Regions from separate parts of the Mus musculus genome. Here all the other regions are linked to region 3. A link is a contact called in public HiChIP or PLAC-seq and promoter capture Hi-C data. All regions are on one chromosome and are shown on one strand. Each heading gives the region's core, a stretch centred on a gene start, on an enhancer-like site or on the middle of the called end of the contact. The rest is flanking DNA. Distances are from core to core; before and after follow the strand shown.

The links. Promoter capture Hi-C pulls out the DNA fragments that hold promoters and counts their contacts. HiChIP or PLAC-seq counts read pairs in DNA pulled down with a chosen protein or histone mark.
Region 1: a promoter capture Hi-C map of pre-B cells shows a contact between it and region 3, with 4 times the contacts expected there. The contact joins the promoter of Epm2aip1 here to the promoter of Trex1 in region 3. A contact is called at or near these places in 4 of 39 promoter capture datasets (fetal liver, liver, neutrophils and 1 more), 2 of 115 datasets of contacts at active chromatin or transcription factors (astrocytes and bone marrow-derived dendritic cells) and 2 of 9 other capture datasets (adipose tissue and liver).
Region 2: an H3K27ac HiChIP or PLAC-seq map of bone marrow-derived dendritic cells shows a contact between it and region 3, with 6 times the contacts expected there. The contact joins the promoter of Rad54l2 here to the promoter of Trex1 in region 3. A contact is called at or near these places in 2 of 115 datasets of contacts at active chromatin or transcription factors (bone marrow-derived dendritic cells and regulatory T cell precursor).
Region 4: a contact with region 3 is called in an H3K27ac HiChIP or PLAC-seq map of thymic regulatory T cells, with 14 times the contacts expected there. The contact joins the promoter of Manf here to the promoter of Trex1 in region 3. A contact is called at or near these places in 3 of 39 promoter capture datasets (liver and pre-B cells), 2 of 484 Hi-C or Micro-C datasets (B cells and CD4 T cells), 2 of 115 datasets of contacts at active chromatin or transcription factors (regulatory T cell precursor and thymic regulatory T cells) and 2 of 9 other capture datasets (adipose tissue and liver).

Annotation. Positions count from the first base shown.
Region 1 is chr9:111,270,040-111,276,108 of GRCm38.p6, forward strand. Epm2aip1 (EPM2A (laforin) interacting protein 1) reads left to right here and starts at 1,806. Exons shown (of 1, transcript NM_175266.4): 1 at 1,806-6,069. The coding sequence starts at 1,922. The coding sequence ends at 3,742. Mlh1 (mutL homolog 1) reads right to left here and starts at 1,569. Exons shown (of 19, transcript NM_026810.2): 1 at 1,370-1,569. The coding sequence starts at 1,485.
Region 2 is chr9:106,787,130-106,793,059 of GRCm38.p6, forward strand. It overlaps Rad54l2 (RAD54 like 2 (S. cerevisiae)), which reads right to left and starts at 2,084. Exons shown (of 22, transcript NM_030730.2): 1 at 1,851-2,084.
Region 3 is chr9:109,056,372-109,062,381 of GRCm38.p6, forward strand. It overlaps Trex1 (three prime repair exonuclease 1), which reads right to left and starts at 2,880. Exons shown (of 2, transcript NM_001012236.1): 1 at 2,818-2,880; 2 at 1,561-2,557. The coding sequence starts at 2,550. The coding sequence ends at 1,606. Atrip (ATR interacting protein) reads right to left here. Exons shown (of 13, transcript NM_172774.3): 9 at 5,161-5,297; 10 at 4,739-4,830; 11 at 4,258-4,338; 12 at 3,892-4,141; 13 at 3,376-3,537. The coding sequence ends at 3,470. Atrip-trex1 (Atrip-Trex1 readthrough) reads right to left here. Exons shown (of 14, transcript NR_153412.1): 9 at 5,161-5,297; 10 at 4,739-4,830; 11 at 4,258-4,338; 12 at 3,892-4,141; 13 at 2,818-3,537; 14 at 1,562-2,557. Shisa5 (shisa family member 5) reads left to right here. Exons shown (of 6, transcript NM_025858.3): 5 at 1-134; 6 at 279-1,421. The coding sequence ends at 337.
Region 4 is chr9:106,890,165-106,896,933 of GRCm38.p6, forward strand. It overlaps Manf (mesencephalic astrocyte-derived neurotrophic factor), which reads right to left and starts at 1,774. Exons shown (of 4, transcript NM_029103.4): 1 at 1,650-1,774; 2 at 907-1,034; 3 at 1-138. The coding sequence starts at 1,734. It overlaps Dock3 (dedicator of cyto-kinesis 3), which reads right to left. Exons shown (of 53, transcript NM_153413.2): 52 at 6,572-6,654; 53 at 2,661-5,739. The coding sequence ends at 5,230.

The sequences.
Region 1 (6,069 bases), core at 556-3,055, 2.2 Mb after region 3:
TTGTATTTTCAGAGCAGCCTATGCTCATAGAATATCTACCACAGGAAACAAATTTGACCTGGGGCTACATGAAAAATGGAAGCTTTCAACTCCTCTCAGGAAAATGCCTTTTTTAAAAACAAGAAGCCAGTAAGTTACTTAAGTAATAAACTTTTCTTAGCACCTCTGTATCAAAAACCTCGACTTAAATATTTAAGTAGGATCTGTGCATAATCTCTGCTTGCATGCGTTGCTATGCTACTTTTAAGCTTAGTTTTTTATTGTAGGTGATTCAGGCATAGTACAATTAAGTGAACAAGTTCTCCAGGTCATCCTAACACAGTAAAAGCAAAACCTATCCTAGGGCAGCCTATTGACACCAAATCAAATGTCCGAGGGCTCCCTGCTCCTTCCTCTGGTTATCTCTTCAGTTTCCTTTCCTCCCTGTGGCAGTGGTTCTCAACCTTCTTAAAACTGGGACCCATTGTTACATTGTGGTGACTCTTAACTATAAAATTATTTTGTTGCTACTTCATAACTGCAATTTTGCTATTGCTCTGAATTGTAATGTAAATATCAGAATTTCACGATGGTCTTAGGTGACTCCTGCATAAAGGTCTTTGGACCCCAAAGAGGGCCTGAGGTCATTTATCTCAGTGTCATCGTTCTGAATGCTTTGTCTTTTCAGTGCACTTCTGAACATTTGTCTTCTTTGGCTTTCACAACCATCAACTGATATTAACACAAAGTCCTTATGTACACAGTGTCCTTTTTGAACTTATTTGGTGGTGTGTCTACTTTGGGGTATACTATTCACTGTGCCTATTAAAGGTTAAACAGTACACGTTTAACTTCTCCCCTCCACAACCTGACGGGTCTAAGTCTCAGATGCAGGTCTAAGTCTCAGACTAGGGTCACTCACTAATTTGACAAGAGGAGAGTCAGAAAAAAAGCCCCATGTCCTGATACGTCTGAATAAAACTCAGAAGAAACTGTGCCTTGGATGTGTAGGGATTATTCCGGGAATGAATGATAAACCTAAAATGGCACACTCTGAAGACTGTTTCTCTTCCACCCTTACACATTCACACATCGTCAGCCGCGCATCTTCGTTGTATGTAACGTGGCGGCGAGCCGCATACTCCAGGAAGATACCATTAAACCAATACCACGCGTGCTTCCCCTACTTGCGACCCAAACAGGTCTCGCGCAAGTCGTGAGGACCTTCGGCCGTGTGCATAATGGGAAACCAGCCTGGCACGCGCAGGGTCCCTGTGCCCGATGCCCCCACGGTCCCCGTGCTCGGTGCCCCGCACGGTGGCCGACTGCAGCAGGTGGGTCGGCCCGCCCCGGCTCTCAGTCGGGGAACTCGGCTCCGCTCCCTCCGTACCAGTTTTCTATCATCTCTTTGATAGCATTGGCCGGCCGCTGAATGACTTCCCCCGCCGCTATGCGGTTCACTACCGTCTCGTCCAGACGCCGAATAACTCCTGCTACAAACGCCATATTGGCGCCCGAGTTCCCAGTCAGCCAATCACTCGAGCTCCTCACGCTCAAGTTCTTCCTTCAGCTTCGGCCGACTGCAGTCCTGCGCCGTCTTCCCAGCGGCAAGTGCTGATTGGGCAGCATGAATGCCAGTCAAGCGCTTTTACACGTCAGTTCCTGGGATCTCTGTCCCGCTCTAAACAGCGGCCCGACACCAGGCTAGAAGGCAACGCGCTTGCGCGTCAAAGTTCACGGTCCGCTCTTCCTATTGGCTCATTTCTGAGAGCTGAGGGAATACGAAATCTCCAGCCAATAGGAACGGAGGTGCCCTGGCGGAGGCTGGTGCACCCCTGCTCGGGTGATCTGGCGCAGAACCCAGGGGGTGCTTGGCGTTCGTCGGGCTCCTCCCCGTTTGCTGCGGCCTCAGAGCTCGGCGTTCTCCTGTGGCCTCCGCAGAATGTGGATGACGCCCAAGAGGATTAGGATGGAAGTCGACGAGGCTCTGGTGTTCCGGCCCGAGTGGACCCAGCGATACCTGGTGGTGGAGCCTGCGGAGGGTGACGGGGCCCTGTGCCTGGTGTGTCGCCGCCTGGTCGCCTCTACTCGGGAACGCGACGTGAGGCGCCACTACGAGGCCGAGCACGAATTCTACGAGCGGTTTGTAGGGGACGAGGAACGCGCGGCCCTGGTCGAGCGTCTGCGGCAGGGTGACATGTCTTTGGCCGCCGTGCTCACTCCGGAGGAGAGAGCGACCCGGGCAGGCCTCGGCCTCTGCCGCTTCTTGGCCTTGAAGGGTCGCGGCTGGGGTGAGGGTGACTTCGTACACCAGTGCATGGAGGTGTTGCTGAGAGAGGTGCTGCCGGATCACGTCGGCGTCCTGGAAGGCATTGACTTGTCTCCAGAGATCACACGGCAGAGGATTCTGAGCATTGACAGCAACCTCCGCAGCCAGCTGTTTAACCGAGCCAGGGACTTTAAGGCCTATTCCCTTGCTTTGGATGACCAGGCTTTTGTGGCCTATGAGAACTACCTGCTGGTCTTCATCCGTGGCGTCGGCCGCGACCTGGAGGTGCAAGAAGATCTTCTGACGATTATCAACCTGACTCATCACTTCAGTGTTGGGGCTCTCATGTCGGCAATTCTGGAAGCCCTGCAGACAGCAGGGCTCAGCTTACAGCGAATGGTTGGACTGACCACGACCCACACTTTAAGGATGATCGGCGAGAACTCCGGACTGGTCTCCTACATGAGAGAGAAGGCCGTGAGTCCCAACTGTTGGAACGTAATCCACTATTCGGGATTTCTTCACTTGGAACTGTTGAGTTCTTATGATGTTGATATTAATCAGATCATAAATACCATATCTGAATGGGTAGTTATGATTAAGACCAGAGGTGTTAGGCGACCGGAGTTTCAGCCTCTACTAACTGAGTCTGAGTCAGAGCATGGTGAAAGAGTTAACGGACGGTGTTTGAACAACTGGCTGAGAAGAGGCAAAACGTTAAAACTAATATTTTCACTAAGAAAAGAAATCGAGGCGTTCTTGGTCTCAGTGGGGGCAACAACAGTTCATTTCTCAGACAAGCAGTGGCTTTGTGATTTTGGTTTCTTGGTAGATATTATGGACTATCTTCGAGAGATCAGTGAAGAACTGCAGATCAGTAAAGTCTTTGCTGCTGCTGCCTTTGAACGCATCTGCACCTTTGAGGGTAAGCTGAGTTCACTTCAGAGACATATGGAGGAAGTAAATCTAACAGACTTTCCTGCCTTCAGTATAATCGTTGATGAACTTAAACAGCAGTTTAAGGAAGATCAAAAAATATTTGATCCTGACAGGTATCAAATGGTGATCTCCCGCCTACAGAAAGATTTTGAGAGACATTTTAAGGACCTCAGGTTCATTAAAAAGGACTTAGAACTTTTCTCAAATCCATTTAGCTTTAAACCGGAATATGCGCCTATTTCTGTAAGAGTGGAGCTAACAAAACTTCAGGCCAACACTGACCTGTGGAATGAGTACAGAGTCAAAGACTTGGGACAGTTTTATGCAGGACTGTCTGGTGAAGCTTACCCAATTATCAAAGGGGTTGCCTATAAGGTGGCATCCTTATTTGATAGTAACCAGATCTGTGATAAGGCTTTTGCATATTTAACTCGAAACCAGCACACATTGAGCCAGCCACTGACGGATGAGCATCTCCAAGCACTGTTTCGAGTTGCCACAACTGAAATGGATCCTCGTTGGGATGATCTTGTGAGAGAAAGAAATGATTCGTAAGCCGTTGTGGTCCAAGAAGTTGATTTGAAAAGGGAAAATTAATTTGATTTTTCTTTCACATTTCCTCATTTGGATGGTTGGAAAGCATTGAACTTACTACAGATGTTCAAATTGATAAGCATTGAAATCTTTCTGACAAGTTGCCTTTCTCCATCTCATTTGGCAACATGGGACTGACTGAAGCATAAGAATACCACCTTTAAAAAACTTAGTTTAATGGAAAAGTCATTGTTCTTTCCTTTTATTATTACTGATTTTCAACAAATTTAGTATTGATATTGTCAGTTGAACTAGAAGTCTGGTTTTAAAATGGTTTAAAGATATATGCCAAAAGTTTCAGCTCTTATTTTGACACAGTGGAAAGTGTGACACGTGGTTTGAAATGACCAACTCCTTAAAAGTGTATTTGAGCCAGTTTACAGAAACTCACATATCAAATTAAGTTTCTGAAAAGGAATAGCATAAACACAGTGGAGGTATTTTATCTAGATAACAGAATTTAAGATTATTTTTTAAAGCATATTTCTAAGTAAATACAATCCCCCCATCCCCACCTACCCAGTTGATGGTGACATTACGGATGGAGGAAGTAATCAATTTGGTGTTGGAGCAGCAAGAATTATTTTAAATTCCTGATTTAGGAGTTTCTTACTATCAGGAGTTAAGAATAACCAATTATTGGTGGTTTGCTCCTTATTTTTTCACAGCTGGAGCAATTTTTTCAGCTCATCTATCAAAGGACCATGGTAAGTATGGAATCTTGATCACTGCCAGTCAGTAATTTTTTTTTCCCTGCTCTAGACAGAACTTTGGCCCTATCCAAACAGTAAAGGGGAAAGACTTTTACACTTCAAGATCAGGAGTTCTGAAGGTTTTAGCTCGTTTGTCTTATCTGCATGGGTATTCATGTTTTATAAGGAAACCATGCTTAAGGGAGACACTTTATTTTGAAGTGATGAGTCAGATTTTGTTAGGTGTAGGAAATGGATTTATTCTAGAATTTAGAACTGTCTCGCACATTGAGTAGTTAAGACAGTGCACAAGTAAAAATATTTAAATCTCAAGAAGCAACCTTATCCACAGACTGTAATAATTCCTATTTCTGGAGACATTGGTTTTGTGCTATGATGTTATCAGACTTTCTAACTGTGGAGAAGACAATCTTAAGGTAAAGCTCAACCTGAAGCCTGATCTAAAAGCAGCACTGATTTGTAACTCCTCCTCGTGCAGTTTACAAGCTGATGTGCTCCGTTCTGTCTTAAATACGGCAGCACACTGTCGTGTTGCACATTCGAGGAACCTTATTACAACCAAGCGTTTGGAAGGAACTGATGCTTAAGCCACACGAGTCTAAGAGCCAAAGTTAGATCAGTGGTTCTAAACCAAAGGTAGAAGCCCTTCCTTCCAGAGAGTGCTGGAAAGGGTTAGGGCACCTTTGTAGTCCTGGAGGGTTGTGCTGGCAGGTAAGCCAAGAAGAGCTCTCCTTCCTATGGTGGTCAGACAGCCTGATGCCATGAAGAGTCATCCATTACTCCCAAAGTGCCAGCACCTCCCCCTCCCCCACCAAGCATACATCATCTTACTTCAAAGGACAGGAAACAATCTCCAGCGGAAGCTGATGGTGTATACTTGATAGGGAAGCCTAGTTCCAGCAGTTCAGAGGAGAAAAGCTAGTGTCAGATTGACATTTTCCTTATCAAAGAATGAGCTTAAGTACCTGGAAAATGAGTCTACTGGTAGTTTCCCAGGAGCTTTGTGGATTACCTTTCACAATAAATACGTAAAATACTTTTATTATTTGAGAGAATGATTGGAAGTCCTGAAAGCTGCTTCTACTTTCTATTTTAGTCCCCTAAATATTAATATCTTGTGCATTCTATCAAGTTCTTGTGTTTTGCTTAAGGTGATAATAAAGCTAGTTTGCATCATGTAACCACTGTGTGAATATGGGGGAGATATAAATAAGCTAAGGGATTTTTTTAAATTAATCCTTAGCAAGTTTGCTGTAACTAGTCTTATTTTTTGTTTTTTTCTTCGTTTAAGGCAGTGGTTCTTAACCTTCCTAGTGCTGCGACCCTTTAATATAGTTCCTCATGTTGTGGTAACCCCCAGCCATAAAATTATTTCTTTGCTATTTCATAACTGTAATTTTGCTACTGTTATGAATTGTAAATATCCAATATGCAGGATAGATATCTGATATTCGACCCCCCAGAGGGGCGAGACTCATGGGTTGAGAACTTCTGGTTTAAGGTGTTTTGCTGTTTTTTGTATTTCTGGAAGTAACTCTAGCTGCATGGCAGTTTTTTCTTTCCTTTTTCCGTTTT
Region 2 (5,930 bases), core at 834-3,333, 2.3 Mb before region 3:
CCCAGCAGCCACATGGTGGCTCACAACCATCATAATACCCTCTTTTTGTGTGTCTGAAGACAGCTACAGTGTACTCATATAAATAAATTAAATAAATCTTTAAAAAGAAGAAGGAGGAGGAGGAGGAGGAGAACAACAACAACAACAACAACTATCAGTACAGGCACACAAAGAACTACTTATTTCACTTCTCACTTGACAATACTAGCTTGCAACTAGGTAATAAATACATCCTATACACTCAAGATAAATTCAGATGGTGCACTGATCCTGATATGGCTTTGTTCATATAGCTTTCCCTTTAATATATATAAAGAACCAACTTCTGCCTGCAAAGTGCATGCAGAGCTCTGGTGTGTGGCTATAAGAATCAGAGCTGGAGTTTACACACTGCCTCTAGAACAGAATCACTCAACACAATTAATATTTGTAGTGAAGATAAAATCCTGTGAGAGCAAGGATGCTGAGATGATAACGACAAAGATTTAGCAGATTCAATGTAATCACTTCATGGCAGTAAGAGATAATGAAACTTCATGAATTTAGGGGTCTAAAGAGCTTTGAGCAGCAGAAATTATAAAGATTTTTTTTCACATCCTCCTCTATAGTTACATATATTAAAATATACCAAAAAAAAAAAAGTTAGTGAAGCCTTTTACATTAGTTTGGGCTTAGAAGAATTGTACTGAAAGCTCCAAGAATTACAACATACTATGGGGTCTAGGTTTGTGGATCATTACAAACAATAGCCACAGTGCTAAAAACAAAATATGAGTCACAATTCAAAAAAGAGGGCAAAGGGGGAAAAAATGAACAGAGAAAAGCTTTAAAGTCAAATACCATTAAGAAATTTGTTACTTAAATGACTGCCGGCGACAGCCACCACACTGACTTTGGAGTAAGAAGGAAAGGTCCACACTGTCCTCTCCTCTAGAACAAATTCATTAAGCCCCCCCAAATACCCATTCCAGCTTCAAAGTCCAGGCATCAACAGTCAGCCACATCCGCCAGCAAGAGCAGTAATCTAACAGATCTGAGTCACACACTCCCCCGCAGTAAGAGGTCATTCTCTAGCAGGAAGCCCACTCTGCAAAGTGCTCTTGTTCTACTCCCAGACAGCCACCATGACCCACATAAAGCCAATTCTTCGACCCCAGAAGCTGCCGGCCATCTTCTCCCTCCCTCCCCAGCTCGCATCGGCCTTTTCCTAACCCAATGCAGCTAACACTACTCCTGTGACAAGTTTCCTACCTGAGAACCACTCTTAACTCGGATACATCTTAGCCGTGAAGGATCCATCTAGCTCCTAGCTCAACTCTTTTGTGCCCAACTAAGCTCGTGCCTTTCCAGGAACTACTCACCAATTACCTCAGAGAAGCTAAACTCTCCATGCCTCTTCTCCCCAAACCCGACTCAGCCTAACAAATTCTCAGACGGCCCGAGGGAGTTCAGAGACCCACACCTATGTCCACTAGGGACCAAGCCACAGGGGTCCCTAAAATTCGAACCACAATCCCTCTCCCTCAAACCACGGCACGGTTTGCCGGTGTTATAATATAACATCAGGAGCGCATAGCCACTGTAGTTCAGTCTCGGTAATTACGACTGCCTTCCTTGACAACGAAATCCCAAAATATCAAGCCACTGAAGTCCCGGGTGGATGCCAAGACCCCCTCCAAGCCTACAGTCACTGGAGTTTCCCAGGTCGGACGCAGCTCCCCCCAAGGCCCAAGCCGCCAGGAGTAGCTTGCTACCCCAGGCTGCTGCACGCCGGGGACTCTGGCCGCGTCCCCATTGTTGCGGGTCCCAGCGGCCCCGGCAGGGAGTAAGGGGACCGCAGGGGCTCTCACCTCCCGTGCCACGGATCCGGGCCGCACCGGACCGGGCTGGGCCGTAGGACCTCGCGTTCTGCCGCACCCTCTTGGACAGTGTCTGCGGCGGCGGGAGCCGGAGAAGCGGCTGAGGCGGGAAGCAGCCAGCCAGGCCCGGGCGCCGCAGGCTGGCTCTGGCCGAGGGTCGGTCTTCTCCGGCGGCGGCGCTCTCAGCCTCCGCTCGCGGTCCGCGCCAGAAAGCTTCCCCCTCCCGGCCCTCTCACCCGGCCACCCGGGCGGGAACACAAGCCACCCGCAGCAAAGTTCCGCTGTGAGTCCTGTTGTTCTTTCCCAGGGAAAGACACTAAACGGCGATTCTTGGGTGAGTAAGGTGTATTTACTACAGAGGACCTTTTCATGAATAAGTGAGACTAAAAAAATAAAATAAGAAATAAAACAAAATCGAAAACAAAAACAATCCCATGCTAGAACCTGCCTGGAACTGGTAGAGCCAACTGAATGGATTTTACTAACTACCAAAAACACACACTTATCAGTACAAATGAGCCTGAGCTCCTACACTTCTCAATTTGGTATTACGTCAAAACATACCGGGAACGAGATAGTGCGGATATGAGGTGTAAATTCGTTGAGGGTGCTGTCAAAAGTCAATGCTACTACAGCTGTAGCTTCCAACAAAAGTTGTTCTTCCTTGAATTGATGCATGCCATTGTAATTCTCGGTCTTCCTCCCTTCCTCCCTACCTGTCCGTGGTTCCTGTTGACTGCAGCTGTCTCCAGAAAACTAGCAGAGGCGACGGCCGAGTTGGGAGGGGGGAGTACTGCGGAGGGGGGATCGCACTCAAACGTAGGTTTCTCCCTGAAGTTGGAGATTGTTATGCTCCACTTTCTTATGAGCTGTATTGTTGTCTCTTTCCACTACATTACCTTGGCTCTCCACCCGCAACCCCCACCACCGCCAAAGTGAATATGAGCGAAAGATGAAAATATTGGGTATGTGGGTCTGGTTTTTTTTTTTTTTAAGTTTTTTTTGTTTGTTAGGTTCATTATTGGTTTTTGTTGTTGTTGTTTTGGTTTTTCGAGACAGGGTTTCTCAGAAATCCACCTGCCTCTACCTCTCAAGTTCTTGAATTAAAGGCATGTGGCACCAGTCCAGTTATTAGAACCATCTCTCAAATTACAAAAGTTTAAATATGTACAGATAATAGCCCTATAAATGACCAGAGGGACAAAAATGAGACCAGAGACTCTAAAGGAGCCTTACTTATTATCTCTCTTCACATAAGTGAGCTTATATGAAGAACTTATTTCTCTTTCATAACTGAGCTTGGAGTAACAGGAGCCAACAATGGCTCCCCGCCCTCCCCCACCGCCGTCCCGTTCCCCCCTCCCTCCCCGTGATAGAAGTTTCTTCTATTCTTTCCTCTCAGGAAGCCACTGTTCTGAAACATATAGATGGCTATTGATGGCTCTTCATTCAAATAAACTTAAAAGAGCTGGGCAGTGGTGGCGCACGCCTTTAATCCCAGCACTTGGGAGGCAGAGGCAGGTGGATTTCTGAGTTTGAGGCCAGCCTGGTCTACAGAGTGAGTTCCAGGACAGCCAGGGCTACATAGAGAAACCCTGTCTCAAAAAACCAACTCCCCCCCCCCAAAAGAGCTGGTCTTCCTTGCTAATAGTCAAGTGGATCTATTTTTGAAAGTTTTCTTTGTTTTCCTCGTGAAATTAAAAACGGATTAGGCTTTTTGGAAATTCAAATTGAACCTAGAAGGCAACAGTAGGAGAAGCCCTAATTTAAGGCTAGCCATTGAGAGAGAGAGAGAGAGAGAGAGAGAGAGAGAGAGAGAGAAAGGCATAAAAAGAGAGGGGAGAGGGCAGGAATGAGGAGAGGGGAGGGGGAGAGGAACGGGGAGGGTAGAGAGGAGAGAAGAAGGCAGGGGAGGGGTCGAGGGGAGGGGAGAGAGAGGGAAGGGAGAAAGAGTTAGAGAGGAAGGGAGGGAAGGAGAGGAAAGGAGGAAGACAGGAGACTGGAGGGGAATGTGGTATCTGCCAGAGGTGTCAGGCACTGCCAATACAATACGCCTGCCGGAGAAGGCAGGGCAAAGTCCAGGAGTCCACAACCAGACCAGAAGGGGAAAATAGGATCTGGGACAAATGCAGTGGTTCCCAGTCTCCTCTCTCTGAGTACCAGTGCACTGCCAGTGTTCTACCTGGAGAGAAAGTCAAGAACTGGGGTCCTTGCCGACGCTTCCCCTCAGGGCATCTGCACACCGGTCAGGAAGGGGAAAGTGGAACCAGAGATTCACTCAAGAGCAAGTGCGCAGTACTGGAGGGGCAGGAGAAAAAAAAAAAAAAAAAAGGCCTTCAGGAGTCTTAATGTCACAGCTCATTTAGGCAAAGGCCTTCCCTGAAACGATCTCTAATGAAGCAGATTTCTGAGACCATCCTTGCTTGTTTGTATTGCTTAACTGGGGATGAGTGTAGATGCATACACCTTATCTGGGTGAACCAGGGATTATATACTTTTGGGGGAAGGGGCGTGAGAACATCCAGGAGGGGAAGGTCACTGGCTGAAGGCTAAGGCTATCCAGATATCTCATCAGCAAGGAGTACTCCAGGTGCTAAGCTAAGTGGCTGAGTGCCCGCGGTCCTCTCAGATGGTGGTCTCACGAGCAGTCAGTGGAGGTTGGGAGTGGGCAGCTCCACTCTTACCATCTCAGACGTCTGAGATACTCAGGCTTTGAGCACACCCTGCTTCACAAGTCCTAATGCCAGTCTGGTAGCATAGTCCCACACACCCTACAGGAGAGGGGAGGGGAAGGGAGGACAGGGGAGAGGAGAGGAGGGTAGGAAAGAGAAGAAAGAAGGGGAGGGGCAAAAGAGAAGGGGAGAGAGAGTTTGGCTTTCATTGCTATGAATTCACACCTGGGGGGCGGGACTTTGCCTGTATTTTGCCCAACCCCAATCCAAGTAGTGCCTCGACCAGCTAGACTTCTGGCCCACCCTCACTTCTGAATGCCAAAGCCATTGTCTCTCTGAAACATGGTTTCAAAGTAACAGAGAATTGTTTTATTTTTTCAACAGCCATCCCATGTAGTGAGAGTTTTGGTTTCTTTCTTTCTTTCTTTCTTTCTTTCTTTCTTTCTTTCTTTCTTTCTTTCTTTCTTTCTTTCTTTCTTTCTTTCTTTCCTTCTTAAAGATTTTTTAAAAATATTATTTATTTATTATTATTTATAAAAGTACACTGTAGCTGTCTTCAGACAACACCAGAAGAGGGCATCAGATCCCATTACAGATAGTTGTGAGCCACCATGTGGTTGCTGGGAATTGAACTCCAGACCTTTCTTAACCAATGAGCTATTTCTCCAGCTTGAGTTTTGGTTTCTTAAAAACAACAACAAAAAAAAACAAATAAACAAAAAACTCCCAGCTATGTTATATGAATATGTTTGTGTTTAAATCCCAACTGTGGGATATAGGGATGCTTCTGTTTGTCCACAGTCCTTAACTATGATGCTCTTGGGGAGGGGGAGGGTCGTGGGTTTTGCCAGCCATAGATAGTTTAATTCTGGGAACACTGGAGAAGGTGTAAATGCCAGAGCCCCAGAAGGTTAGAAATTCAAAAGCCCTGAGATGGCCTGTGGCAGGCAGGTACTGCCGCCCACTGGTGTTGTGCTCACTATTGCTAAGTTGCTCGATATTCCAAAGATGAAGACTTGCCTTGCCACATGGTCAGCAGGAAGTGGCCTATAGAGGTCTATGCCCCTTTCCCTTCTAACCTTCTTTCTCTCTTACCTAGTTAGTGTTGGGGGATTGGAAGAAATTAGGTTGGAATGAGGATTGGAAGGGAGGTAGATACATAAGAATCCAATAAAATAATAAAATAAATGTGCCATTGATCCTATTCTTGAGTTTTATTGTGGTACTTTTTTTAGGGATGTGGGAGGTCTTAGTACGTTGCCTAGGCTGGTGTGGAACTTGTGAGTGGAAGCATTCCTTCTTCCTGAGTTCCTCAAGTAGCTGGGACTACTGGTATACCATCTGCACCACCATGCCCAGCAAAACACGATCGGTTTCCTCTATAACAGTGGCTTTTGCT
Region 3 (6,010 bases), core at 1,630-4,129:
TGGACCAACATACCAGGGCTACCATCCCATGCCCCCCCAGCCAGGAATGCCAGCAGCACCCTACCCAACGCAGTACCCACCACCCTACCTGGCCCAGCCCACAGGGCCGCCACCCTACCATGAGTCCTTGGCTGGTAAGTATCACTGTGGATTCAGTAAACCTGCATGGTCCCCCAACTCATGCCTCTGCTCCTCGGGTCCTTTCCTCCTGGCTTGCCTGCCCACTTGCGTTGCAGCCCAGTGTCCCCACAGCTAACCCATGTCCTTTCTCCTTCCAGGAGCCAGCCAGCCTCCATACAACCCGACCTACATGGATTCCCTAAAGACAATTCCCTGAACCTGCCCCCAGCCTCTTTGGCTGCCATTTATGTCGTGTGTGAGTGAGTGATACGCAGAGTTCTTTACTGCTGTCTGTGGTGTGTGTGCCTTGTCTAGACATGTGGCTTCCTCTGCTGTTGACCAGGTAGGCGCAAGTCTTACCAGTGTGGGTCGGGACCAACCTGTTTTCTTCCTCACTTGAAATTGTACTTTCTGAAATTTCAAGCAAATTAAAAACAATAAGGTAGGAGGTATTTCCCACGTCACCCCAAGGTGACCAGCCATGGCCTGTCATACTTAGGAGAGCAAGCTTTTTGCGGGTACAGAGCAGGCTTTGGGGGGTAACCAGCTAGCTGCTGCTAGGCCTTTATTCCCAGGGTTTGGCTGCATTGGCAGTGAGGCAGGTGGCTGGGGGTGACACCAGGTGACAAGGGGACTCAGTGGCAGGGGGTCACACCAGGCAGAACACCATACACTCTCCATCAGCTGTCTGTCTGGATGTCACTGTCCTTCCCGGGGCTGTATAGAGGGCCACATGTGTTCACTATTCAGGCTCCACTGGGGGAATTTTCCTACCTTTGCTGGCTTGGCTCCTGCTCCCAGGCCAGGGACCTCGGTCTGTCTACTACACACTCTGGTTTCTCCCTGCACTGTCTTTTTACTGTTAGCCAAACATTTTGCCTGTTTTCTGTCTCCAGATGTGTGATAATTGGTGTGAGGTTGAAATCCCTGGTTCCTGGAGGACAGACAACCTGACCTCCGACTGTCAGTTTCCCTTGACACCATCTTCATAGAAATACCTGACTCCTGTACCACAGTCCAGTTTGTCCCAGTAGCAGGGACACCAAGGCCAATGGGTTATCTGGACCAAAGGTGGGGTGGAGGGCCTAGGTGGTATCTCCGGCCCAGATGTGAATACCTCCATATTCCCTGTTGGTTCCTGTTTCACTGGCTGTTTTAGCTTTGTGTTGATTGGTGTTTCTGAGCATTCAGACTCCGCACCCTCATTTCTAATAAATGCAACATTGGACCCGCTTCCCCTTTCTTCAGCGCCTAGGCAGCTGGCCTTGGCTCTACACCAAAAACTATTTCTGTCTACTTCTTGAACTTGTTTCTTCCCTCTGTTAATTAGCCTAACAGGTTTGATTGTCCTGCTAAGAGAGCAGGAGAGAGGGACTGTACCTCATCCCTAGGGCCTGAGCATGGCCAGAGGCCCAGGCTGAGAAGCAGAGGCGGCAAGCAGTCAGTGCTATGGAAGTCTTTATTCATCATATTTCCCCTCTTGACTTACTGCCCAGGTGAGGCCAGGAAGAGTCCATACAGAGTGGCTATTGCCAAGGTCAGGAGGGTCAGCAGGCTCAGTGGGGCCAGCAGCCCCTCCTGTGATGGGGCTTCTGGGACCTTCTCTGGAGGAGGACTCTTAGGTCGCCTGCTCCTGCCATTGCTGGGACTTCCATTGGCTGTGGCCAGGGGTGTAGTAGCTGTGGCAGCATGTGGCCTTAGGTTGGTTGTTCCAGTGGTAGCCGGAGTGCCGTACATGGGCTTGACGGTGCTAAAGGGCCGGGCATGTTCGTCCACCCACTGCAGTAGGGCCTGTGGCTTCCACTGACAGATGCTGAGCAGGGTTAGAACATCACCTTCAGCAGTATGTGAGTCTGTCGGTGCTTGCCAGTACAGGCGGGTGTAGATGCTGCCCAGGCTGTAGCTTTTCCTCGAACCATTCCCTGAGGGGCTGCTAGCTTGTTCCAAGGCCTTTAGGGCAGCGATGCTGTCCACACAGAAGGTACCATCTAGGGGACTGGGAGTGCTCAGCCTAGCAAGCTCTGTCTGGAGCAGAGGAAAGTCATAGCGGTCACCGTTGTGTGCCACAAGGCAGCAAGGCTGTGGCTGGCGCTGCAGGAAGGCTCGGAGCAGGATGGCCAGGTTGTCATCGAAGCGTTGACGCCCCTGTACTTCCAGCTCAGCTTTGCTCAGACCTGTGATCTCACTGGCCCCAGGGCTACAGGCTTTCCCTGGAGCAATGCACAGAGAGAGCTTGTCCACCACACGGGGCGGTCTGGGCACTGGAGGTGGATGTCCCTGAGAAATGGAAGTGTTCTCCAGAGCACGTCTGTGGACAGCCAGCAGGCACAGCTCTGTGACTTCGGGCCGAGACGAAGGCAGGCCAGTGGCTTCCAGGTCTAAGAAGATGAGGGTCTGCATGTGACCATGGGGCAGGGTCTGTGAGCCCATGCTGAACCTGGGGAGGAGATGGGGTAATGAGTAGCAGCAGGAAGGTCTCAAGTGGGCTGAGGTGGGGTGCAGAAAGGCAGCTCAGCCCTTCCCTTCAGCAGGTACTATCCAGGGCCACTAGAAGCTGGAGGGCAGGGTTGTTCTAGTGGGATGGATCCACTACTTATTTGCCTTTTGAGGGAGGCCCTTCCCCTAGTGCTGACTACCTTCAGGGTGAGGGAACCCTATTCTCTTCTGCCTTACCCCATACCCTTACTCCACACTTACCGAGAAGCAGGCAGCAAGGCACTCCGCTGGGTCTGCTGCTGGCAGCAGTGTGGCTGAGGAAGTAAAACTGCCTGGGTCCACCCATAGGCCTGCCTCCTGAACAGGGCCCGCCCTGCTGTTAGCCTGCCAGGCCTGGCCCTCGTGCTGACGCTCCTCCCTCCCTCCCCAAGCACCCCAAAGGCCTTCCTAGATCCATATCTGTGATCCTGCTGGCTGGTAAAATGGACTACTGCCCCAACACTGACAACTCAAACTGGGTTGTCTCTAGGATTCAAATGTGCCCGTGAGCCTCTGCCTTTTCTTGTCTTTCCCCCAGTCCTTGATCCAGGCCTTCCTAAAAAGGGCTGCCTCCTTGGCCACAAACGTACCCCTGCCCCCACCACGGCCCCCGCCCAAAGCTATGACTCAGGGTAATTCCCGAAGAGGGGCAGGGTTTTTCCTCAGGGCAGATCAGTTACCATGGGGGCCATCTCAACTCCAGCAGGAGTCATCTCATCAATTCTTGGTCTGCCCTGTCCCTCCCTCTCAGCCACACAAATCGGACTCAGGAAACAAAGCTTGTGTTCTCAGCAGGAAGTGCAGTTTTAATCAGTGGATATGGCAAAGACGGCGGTGGGAGCTGGCGCCACCTTGTGGCTGGATGCTCAGGCCCTCAGTTACAGTCCATCTCAGAGTCTTCCAAATCAGTCTCCGCAGCACAGAGGTCATCCAGGGCAGCCTCTGAGCCAAAAGGAAGAGGGGTCTGAGGTTAACTCGACAGCGTGGGGGCTTGGAGGCCCCCATGCTCCCTAGCGTCACAGGAACCAACCAGTCCCTTCTATGCACAGGCTTTGCTCCCTCAGCGACTGTGAGCAAAAGTGACACAAAGGCAATTCGGACAGATCTTTGTGGAAAACCATGGCTCAGCGAGGCCAATTCAATAGACACCATCAAATGGGAACCTGTCATACTCAAAGACCCAGAGCAGGAAGGTAATACCCATGTGCCAGGAATGGCTCTGGAGGCAAGGGGAGACTCATGGAAAGGAGTCTGACAGAGGCACACGAAGGCTAGGACAGTGTCGTGCTAGCTTACCTTCACAGTCAGTCACATCAGGAAGGGCTCGAATCAGCATGCTGACCCCTGGCATCACCTGGTCGTACTGATGCAGGACCTCGACACAGTGCACAGTGAAGAGCTTGTCCTTCTGAGATAGGCTATGCAGCAGCAGCACAGTGTCCCGCAGACAGCGTATCGTCTGCTTCTGCTGGTGGGTCCTTGGACCTCCTGCCCGCCGCACCGTCAGCCATTGCCTGTGCAACATCACAGTGAGCGCTCTGACTGCCTAGGGTGAGAGGGCACAGCCTGAGGTCCAGAGACTTACTCACCTCACCACTTCAAGATCAACAGGATTGCTCTTAACTAACTGAGCATCCATGATGCTGGTCTCTGGCCACTCACCTCTACATTGCAGTGACAGTCAGAACCAATGCCAGCGGGGGCAGGGCTCTGTACACTCAGCTTGGCCAAGAGCCATACTACCTGGAACAAGAAGAGATAGTACCCATCCCATGTAGAACAGACGGTTGTCACAGGGCTTTGGCGGGCATTTCTAAGGTGCTCTAGCTACGTCTACAACTGCTTGCCTGCACAAGTGGGGTACAAGTAGTGGTAGTCTCAGGCTTTCAGACTTGAATCTCACCAACAGCTTACTGCTTCCAGGACCAGGATCGGGGCCCCCAAAGCCCAGGCAGCTCTGCTGAGCACCACTATAACCCAGGATGTGCTTGTATTGAATCCCTGTGAGGAACCCCTACATTTTACCCGTTGCTGTTTGACAAACTGGCAAAAAAGGAATTGTAGCTCCCACTTTCCCACAAGGGAAGGAGACTCTGGGCTCTCGGGGGGTGGGAGTGAAGGGTGAGCAGTGTCTGAGTCTTACCTCTTGTTCCAGCTGAAGCCACTGTGTCTCTGAGGCCGTTCTGTCAGGCCTTGATGTGATGTACATGTACAGCCTCAGGAGAAGGCAGCCTTCTGAAAAGGATGCAGGCCTCACTCAGGGACCCCCTTTTCTTTTCTTTTTTAAATTTTTGGTTTTTCGAGACAGGGTTTCTCTTTATAGCCCTGGCTGTCCTGGAACTCACTCTGTAGACCAGGCTGGCCTTGAACTCAGAAATCCACCTGCCTCTGCCTCCTGAGTGCTGGGATTAAAGGAGTGCGCCACCACGCCCAGCTTATGGGACCCCCTTTTCATTGTAGTCTGGGGTACAAGTACAGAAGCCCTTGAGGGGCTCTGAACCTGTACTGCCCCCAGGCCCTCCCTCCCCACTATAGGACAGTTGAGACTGTCCTGCCCTGCTTTACCTGGGTGGGAGCATAGCTGCCATGCTAGGCTGTCATGGTCCAGCAGCACAGAGAGCAGCTCAACAGCCAGGAGCACACAGGGCAGCGGCAGCGCTGAGCCGAGGCACTGTGGCAACACCGGGAACACACAGGAGAACCTAAAGAATGAGCACAGTTATGACACTCTCCAAAAGGACACTTACTGTAGTGAGCCATGGCTTCCAAAGCTGCTGGCCTGACTCTAGTCTACTGGCTTCAAGCCTGTCACAAATAAACAGGTCTAAACTTTAGTATAAGAATGCTGTGACTTGGGCTGGAGAGATGGCTCAGTGGGTAAGAGCACCCGACTGCTCTTCCAAAGGTCCAGAGTTCAAATCCCAGCAACCACATGGTGGCTCACAACCATCTGTAATGAGATCTGACTCCCTCTTCTGGAGTGTCTGAAGATAGCTACAGTGTATTTACATATAATAAATAAATAAATTAAAAAAAAAAAAAAAAGAATGCTGTGACTTAAACATGGCAGGCCTTAATCGGGGTGAGTATGGTGTGGCGTGTGTGTTTTGTGGTACATATATATAATCTCAGCAGAGGCAGGACCTACCACACAGAGCTGGAGATGAACCCGGCCTATATGCAACCAAGTAAGTCGCACTACCATATCAAAACCCCTCTTTTGCCCTAAAAAAAACAAAAAACAAAACAAAACAAACAAAAAAAAAAAACCCAAACCCAGGCCCTTATGTGGACCTTTATCAAGTAAATGGGATGGGACTCCCTGGATGGGGTTCCTTCCTATGTCTGCCATCACACAGTGACACTGGTGCATACCTTCAGCACGAGAAATATTCCTCAACTAATAGCAGAGCCC
Region 4 (6,769 bases), core at 524-3,023, 2.2 Mb before region 3:
TTTTAGTTCACAGATCTGGCTGTCTTTCTTCTTCAGCTTCTCACAGATCTTTTCCACAGGGATATGGTGGGCCAGGGGCTTCGACACCTCATTGATGATCTTGGTGGCAGCATCATCTGTGGCTCCAATGTAGTAGCACTGCAGCAAAAACCAAAACAAAACAAAATGAAAGCCTTGAAAAAAATCTGCATGCATGAGAGCATGTGTCAGAGGCCAGAAGGCATCAGGTTCCCTGGAGCTGCAGTGCAGGGTGCTGTGGATGCTGGAATTGAACTCAGGTCCTCCACAAGAGCAGCACACATTCATAACCAACTCTCCAGTTCCAGACAACTGTTAGGTCACCTTGAAAACCTCTCTTTGCCAAGGCTTCGGTTTGTTAGTCTGCCCAGATCTAGCTGTCCCAGGCCCGAGGCACTTGATATATGCTCAGCTGCAGAGTTAGAGTTCCGATGAGAGACTACCATGGAAATTAAAGCTACAAGAGGCTGATGCTCCGCCAGGGTCCTTGACCTTGACTTGGCCCTGGCCATCTCGGGGCACCTAGCCAACTACTTCTGGTTCCAATCACACCAAATTCATTCTGGTCTTTGGGCACTCCCATTGCCTGAGTTGTGCTCACTCCACCTCACTGACTCCCTGTCCTCAGAGGTAGATACCCACTACTTTCTCTCTCAGCTCCCACCCACCAACTCTCCTAGCTTATTTCCTTCATGGCATCTGGCATCACTGCCTTGCAGTTGCCTGTCATTTTCTCTCCTGGTCTTACCAATATTCAGCTTATAGCAATGTTTAATAAATAGAGGATAAAAACACTTAAACCTCACATTAGTATATATACAAGTCCCATCACAAAGTGGACAGTGCCCAAGAGCCAGGGACAGGCTGGGTGGGTCACCAGCTACTTACCAACCGATTCTCTTTGCCTCTTGCTTCACGGCAAAACTTTATAAGTTCTTCTTCAATAGTGGCTGGTGAAAATGTGACATCTCTGTCTTTGAGGTCCTGGTAAAATCGTCCCAGATAAGAAATACAAACTGGAAAAGAGGGAGGAGATGGTAAGTAATTATTAGTCTCCATTTCCCCTGGAAAAAACTCTGTCAGCAGTTTTGCTAGAAGGGATTAATTTTTTTTTTTAACTCGGGTACTCAGAAGTGCACAGAGCCCTTAGGTTGCTGGGGTCCTTGTACCCAGTTGCATGCTGGGAATGAACATTACCCAAGTGACCCACACACAACCCTCTCTGCTCTTTTCAAGTTTAAGTCTAGAGTGGACACGTGTCCTTGAGGGAACTCATTGTGACCTCATAAGGGACAGATTGAAGGCTGAAGCAAATGATCAAAATGCTCCTCATTCCAAATACATCGAACCCCCAAGTGCAGCTTAGTAACCCCGAGACGGTTGCGGCCCACAGGATGCCTTCCTGTAATCGCTAAAGTGATGGGAAGACAAAAACTCCCGGGATGTGGGCTTCCGGCCAAGTTATTAACGCTACTGAACCGACGCGTTCCCTTAAATGGGTCAACGTCTCTAGGCCCGGGAAATAAGTGAGGCCCTTTCTCCAGCGGAGCCCCGGGACGGGCCGTCGCTCCCACCCTTTCGCTTTCCTTGGGTTTAGCGCCGCCAGGCCGCCCCCATCCGGTCCCCCGCACCTTCACAGTCTCCTGGCCGCAGCGCCCGGCTGTCAGGCAGCACGCTCAGGGCCAGCGCTACCGCCAGCCCGCGCGTAGCCCACATCCTCCTCAGCCGTCTCCACCACCGCCGCCGCCGCGCGAATGAACCGCACCCGGCGCGGTGTTCCGCCTAGTGGGCTGGAACAGAAACCTGAGCTTCCCATTGGTGTGCGATCCCCGCGCCCACCCATATGCTGCATCCTCATTGGTCCACGTGCCCAGGAGCCCAGACCGGCGGCTCCACGCTACCCTCCCTCATTGGCTGCTGCTGTCTGGGACCTAGACAGTTGTCGGTTGCTGATTGAGCCTGGGCGGTCCATAGGGGTGCGGAGGGAAGGTGCACGGGTCGCCATGTTGGGTTAGGGCAGCTGCTTTGGCTGCTTACCCGGAACCCTCTCAATCTATTGACTCGACCCGAATGCCGAGTCTTGGTTCCACACCCACTCCTCCCGACGCCCGGACTCGTAGAGCAGCATTTCTGGCGCCACCCTATAGCCAGTAGGATGGGCGGCGGGAGCATGGATCAGAAGCGGTTCCTTGTTTTGAACTACCACGTGGATTGCCGAGCCAATCAAGGGGAACGTCCACTTTGATTCGCCGGCTTGCTCAGACCCCGCTTTAACCTGGGTCAGACGGCAGAACCTCTTAAACGAAAGGTCTCGGCCTGCCTAGTCGTTTCCCGTCCTGGGCCTCTGAGGACCTCGCGGCAAGGCTGCGAGCAGAGGCGTTGGTCTACCTTCCAAATGGAGGCCATGGGATCTTGGGAGGTTTTGTTCTCCACTCTTGGAGACACGAGGATGGGAACTGGAGACATTACCGCCTGGACTGCCCTAATGCTAAGTGCAAGGGCTTTGGCCACTCGCCCTGGAAGGCGGAATATGGAGAGCGGCCGACTAAGTGCAGAAAAGTATCTGGAGCTAAAAGGGCTTGGAGCCCGGCGACAAGGGTTTGAGAGGGGCACTTATGCTCCCATTCAGTGAAATCAGTGGATCAATATCAGGTATTCATCTTTAATTCACATCACAGCAGTCAAGGGATGGAGGTGGGGGAGTCAGTTGCCAGATATTTACATCTAAAAGTCACATTTTTTGTTGGATTTATAACATGCTACCACAATATATACAGTAAAATGCCTCTTGGGACACTGGCACAAATTTTTTTCTTTAACTTTTCTGGTACAGGTAAGATAATTTTAAGTCAGTTTTTCTTTAGACATGAATACACAAAAGAAATGGTTAGAAGTTTTCTTGTTTTAAATAAGCACAGAATGCCAGAGGTTAAAAACACATTTATAGGGCTTATTACCAATTAGACATACTCTATACATTTTTTTGCTCAAATTCCTGTACAAATACACAGCATTCAAATAGGTATTTACAAATACGCTTTAAACAATGAAAATCAGTATTTCACAATCTTTTCAAAGGATTCTGATCTCTGACCTCCCATTTCCCTCACACTGGCTGGTTTTTCAATAAAAAGTATTCAGAATAGGTCCATTTCATCCAGTTGGGGAAAATGGAGAGAAGTAACACAAATATATTTCACTTTGCATAAAGCAAGGTCAAGGAACTTAACCCTACATTCCCCTCCCTACCTCCTGTGCCATCAAGTGGAGAAAGGAGATGTCTGCATGTGATGACTGGCTGCCTCCGTGGACTGAGGTTCAGACGTGCCTGGAAACAAACCTAAAGCTGCCCTACCTAAGAATCACATCCCAAGCTAGACTTGACCCTCATACCTGTGAACCCAGACGGTCCAGAAACAAGCTTACCAGTGAGTCTGGGCTCAGGAACAGGTGTGTGTGCCCTTGGTGCTGGGGCTATTGGATTGGCCTACCTACATCCTCAACAGTCTCCACTCTGCCTGAATGATCCTGAGGGTATCAGAAAGCCCTACACTGTTGGTACCTGGGCCCCAACATACTGTGAACGGAAATGGGCCTTCTTTCTTTTCCTATAGGTTATTTGCTGACAGTTCTATTAAACTTGTTTCTAAGAGAAAAACACTGTGACCATGGGTTTTTCTGTTTGGAAAGAATTGTGGAGAAGGGATAAGCAGCTGGGGCCAGAACTTGGCCATAGCAGGCCAGAAGGCCAACTAGTTAAGGGAACAGGGGAGCAACATACCTGCTCATCAAGGAGAAGGCAGTTTTATGGCCATCACTGATGGGAATGTAAGCAAATAAAAGGAAAACAATTGCCTCAAGACAAGTTATTTTAAAAAGTAACTTAGAAGCACCCTGGTGAAATATTACCATACCCCCACCATAATACCAAGAGTAACGTCAGTGCCCTGACATGAAAGAATTCCCTATAAAGTCACCACTGTGCCCTACTTAACAGACTGGGGAGGTTTGAAAAACTGCCCTTCTGCCTGTCCTGAACCCTGAGTGGTGGGCAGTCCCTATGGGTTTGGAGTGGAGGGCTCAGTACTTGGCTGCTTGGAAGATAACAGTTTTACCTGTGTGGCTCTCTGCCTCCAAAAGGAGAAGTTTCCTCCCACCATTTATTTATTTATATATTTTTAAACCCAGGAGCTTGCTGAACCTGACCACACATCCTCAGGGCCTGGAAGCCAGGCTGGGCAGCCAACCCCAAGGCTCAGAGGTAGTGCTGAAAATCCCTGATTCAGGCTCTAAGCGGCAGGCATTTGGGGCCACCTGGGAAAGCAAAAGGTTCTCTGGCTCCTGCCACACTCCAGCCTCACTCTCACACCAGCTCTTTCTAATCCAAGGAAGGGGCCTAACTCACTGCAGGAGTGAAAGCCCTTCTAGCTTCATTTCAGTCAAGCCCCAGGACGAGAGATAATCACCCTTTCAAGTCCATTTTGAGCCACGGAGGCTTCTGCAGATCATGAGGTGTTTTGAGTGGAAAGGAGCGAAAGGTCCAAAATAAAAGTGATGAATAACGTCCAAGTGGGATAAGAGACCAGCCCGGCCCATGGAAGCCTGGCAGTATGCCCTGGGCATGCAGTTAGGCCACCATGTGCCTGACCAGCCCCTCTATTGCACACTCCTAGGAGGAGGAGTGGGCAGGTGGGCAAGCATTTGTGCAAAACGGCTTGTGGCCCCTCTGTCCACCTGTGACATGTAGTCCATGTGGTCCTTGCAATCCCTGAATGCAATCAAGAATGCTTCTGTCCATACGGCAAAGGAAGAGGCCCCTAGTGCAATTTCCATTCTTCAAATCTCTACCCTGGAGGGAGGGCCTGGGCTCCTACTCCTGGACTCTGCAATGCTGCAAAACAATTATGTCTGTGCAATATTTCCATATAGCTCCATGTGGTCTGGAACTGCAGGAGGAAGAAAGCAACTACTGCATAAAGAAAAACCCAGAGAAAATGGAAACGAAAAGAAAATGAAAGAAGCCACAACCCGTCATGCTGCTGTGGCCTCTGAACATGGCGAAACATGAGTTCACGGCAGTAGAACAGAGACTCTGGTGGCTTTCTCCTGAGTGCCAAGCCTCTAGCTCCCTGGGAGGGACTTGCTTCTCAGACCTGGAGTGCCTGGGCAAGCTGCTCATGGAAGGTGGTGGTGCAGCTGCCTCTCTGCTTCTCACTGTTCCCCTCGGCCGTGCTCCCAGGCCAGGCGGGCCTGTTCCTCCTTGACACTTCCAGGAGGCAGGGAGGCCTTGCGGTGCAGGCCCCTTGGCCTCTCAGCCTCCTCCCGCAATAGCATACCCTCATCATGCTCTAGGGCTGGCAGGCGGGGGTGATAGGGCTTGGGTGGCAGCGCAGGTGGGTCCATGGGATCCTGAGGGAGGACACACCCTGGGGCTGAGTGGCTCCTGCATGGCTGGGACTTGATGGCATCAAGGACAGCAGATTCAGAGAGGCTGTAGTGGACAGGGAGGTAGGGCGGCTCAAGGTCTTCATCGCCATTCCAGGCCTGGCTTGGCATGGAGTCCATGGTGTCTGTTCGAGGTGGGGCCTCTGAGGAATGCCCAAAGTTACTCTCACTTAAGGAGGATACACCGCTACTGGCGCTGCCAGACAGCGTGGAGTTGCTGCCATCCAGGCCCGATTGGGGGCTTGTAGGGGAGGCTGGGATGGGGTGGAGAGGAGACTGTGCGAAGGAAAGGGTGGGTAAGTTAGAACCCCTCTCTAGACAGGTGGACTGGCCTGCCATGTGGAGACCAAGAGTCAGCTTATCAATGAATTTTAAAGTCTCATCAGCTTCATGTCTGTTTCTTCAGCAATGACCCCTTAGGTATCTCCCCCCACAAAAGCAAGCTAGCGGAGCTCCAGCATCACTATGATGTCTGAGAGCCAATAAATGCCCCTGCCCTGGCTGATGGGCACTGATGCACCTGGGTCGAAGTCCCAGGTTGGGTGTGGTCTGAGTTACTGACAGAAGGGCTGGGCCATCAAGCAGAAGGAACCCTGGTGTGCCATACATCAGATGAATGCTATTCTGATGCTAAAATTGGTCACAGACTCAATCTTTTCCCATTTTCAGAAAAATTAAGCTAACAGGATTTAAATTTTACTTCTTGAAATTTTTATAAAACTCTAGCGTCTGATATTTCTCATTTTCACTTGACACTAGTTTTATAAACTCTATAATCCATCACAGGGACATTTATTTAGCTACTGGACTACAGTGTGTTGAGAGCCTGTGGTATTGGCAGAGAGCCCCCAAGTTTCTCGGTGCTCACTACACACATACTCTGTTGCCATGGGTTGTTCACAAGACCCTCTGGTCTCCCTGTCCTCATTGCATTTGTTGCAGGATGCATGGGTCACCCGCAGCTCTAGTGTGGCTCTGGCCAACCCCAGCTTCTGCCAGCTTAGGCTCTCAGGACAGAGAAGCAGGGGAGGGTTCAGGTTCCTCTTGTAGGCCCCAGGGGTGACTCTACAGCAGATGAGGCGGTGGGACAGTTGCTTCAGTACATTACCTTGCGCAGTGTCCGGGCAGGGAGGGCCGGGGGGGTATCACCCAGAGGGTGGTGGAAGGCGTCGAAGTGTAGGGAGTAATGACCTGTAAAGGGAATAGAACCAGAGCTCAGCCAGGGACCCTTGCACAAGCTGCACAGCAACATCACCTTGCTGGGCACTGGGCAGGTGTGGAAAAGTCTCCTGAGAACATCTCAGCA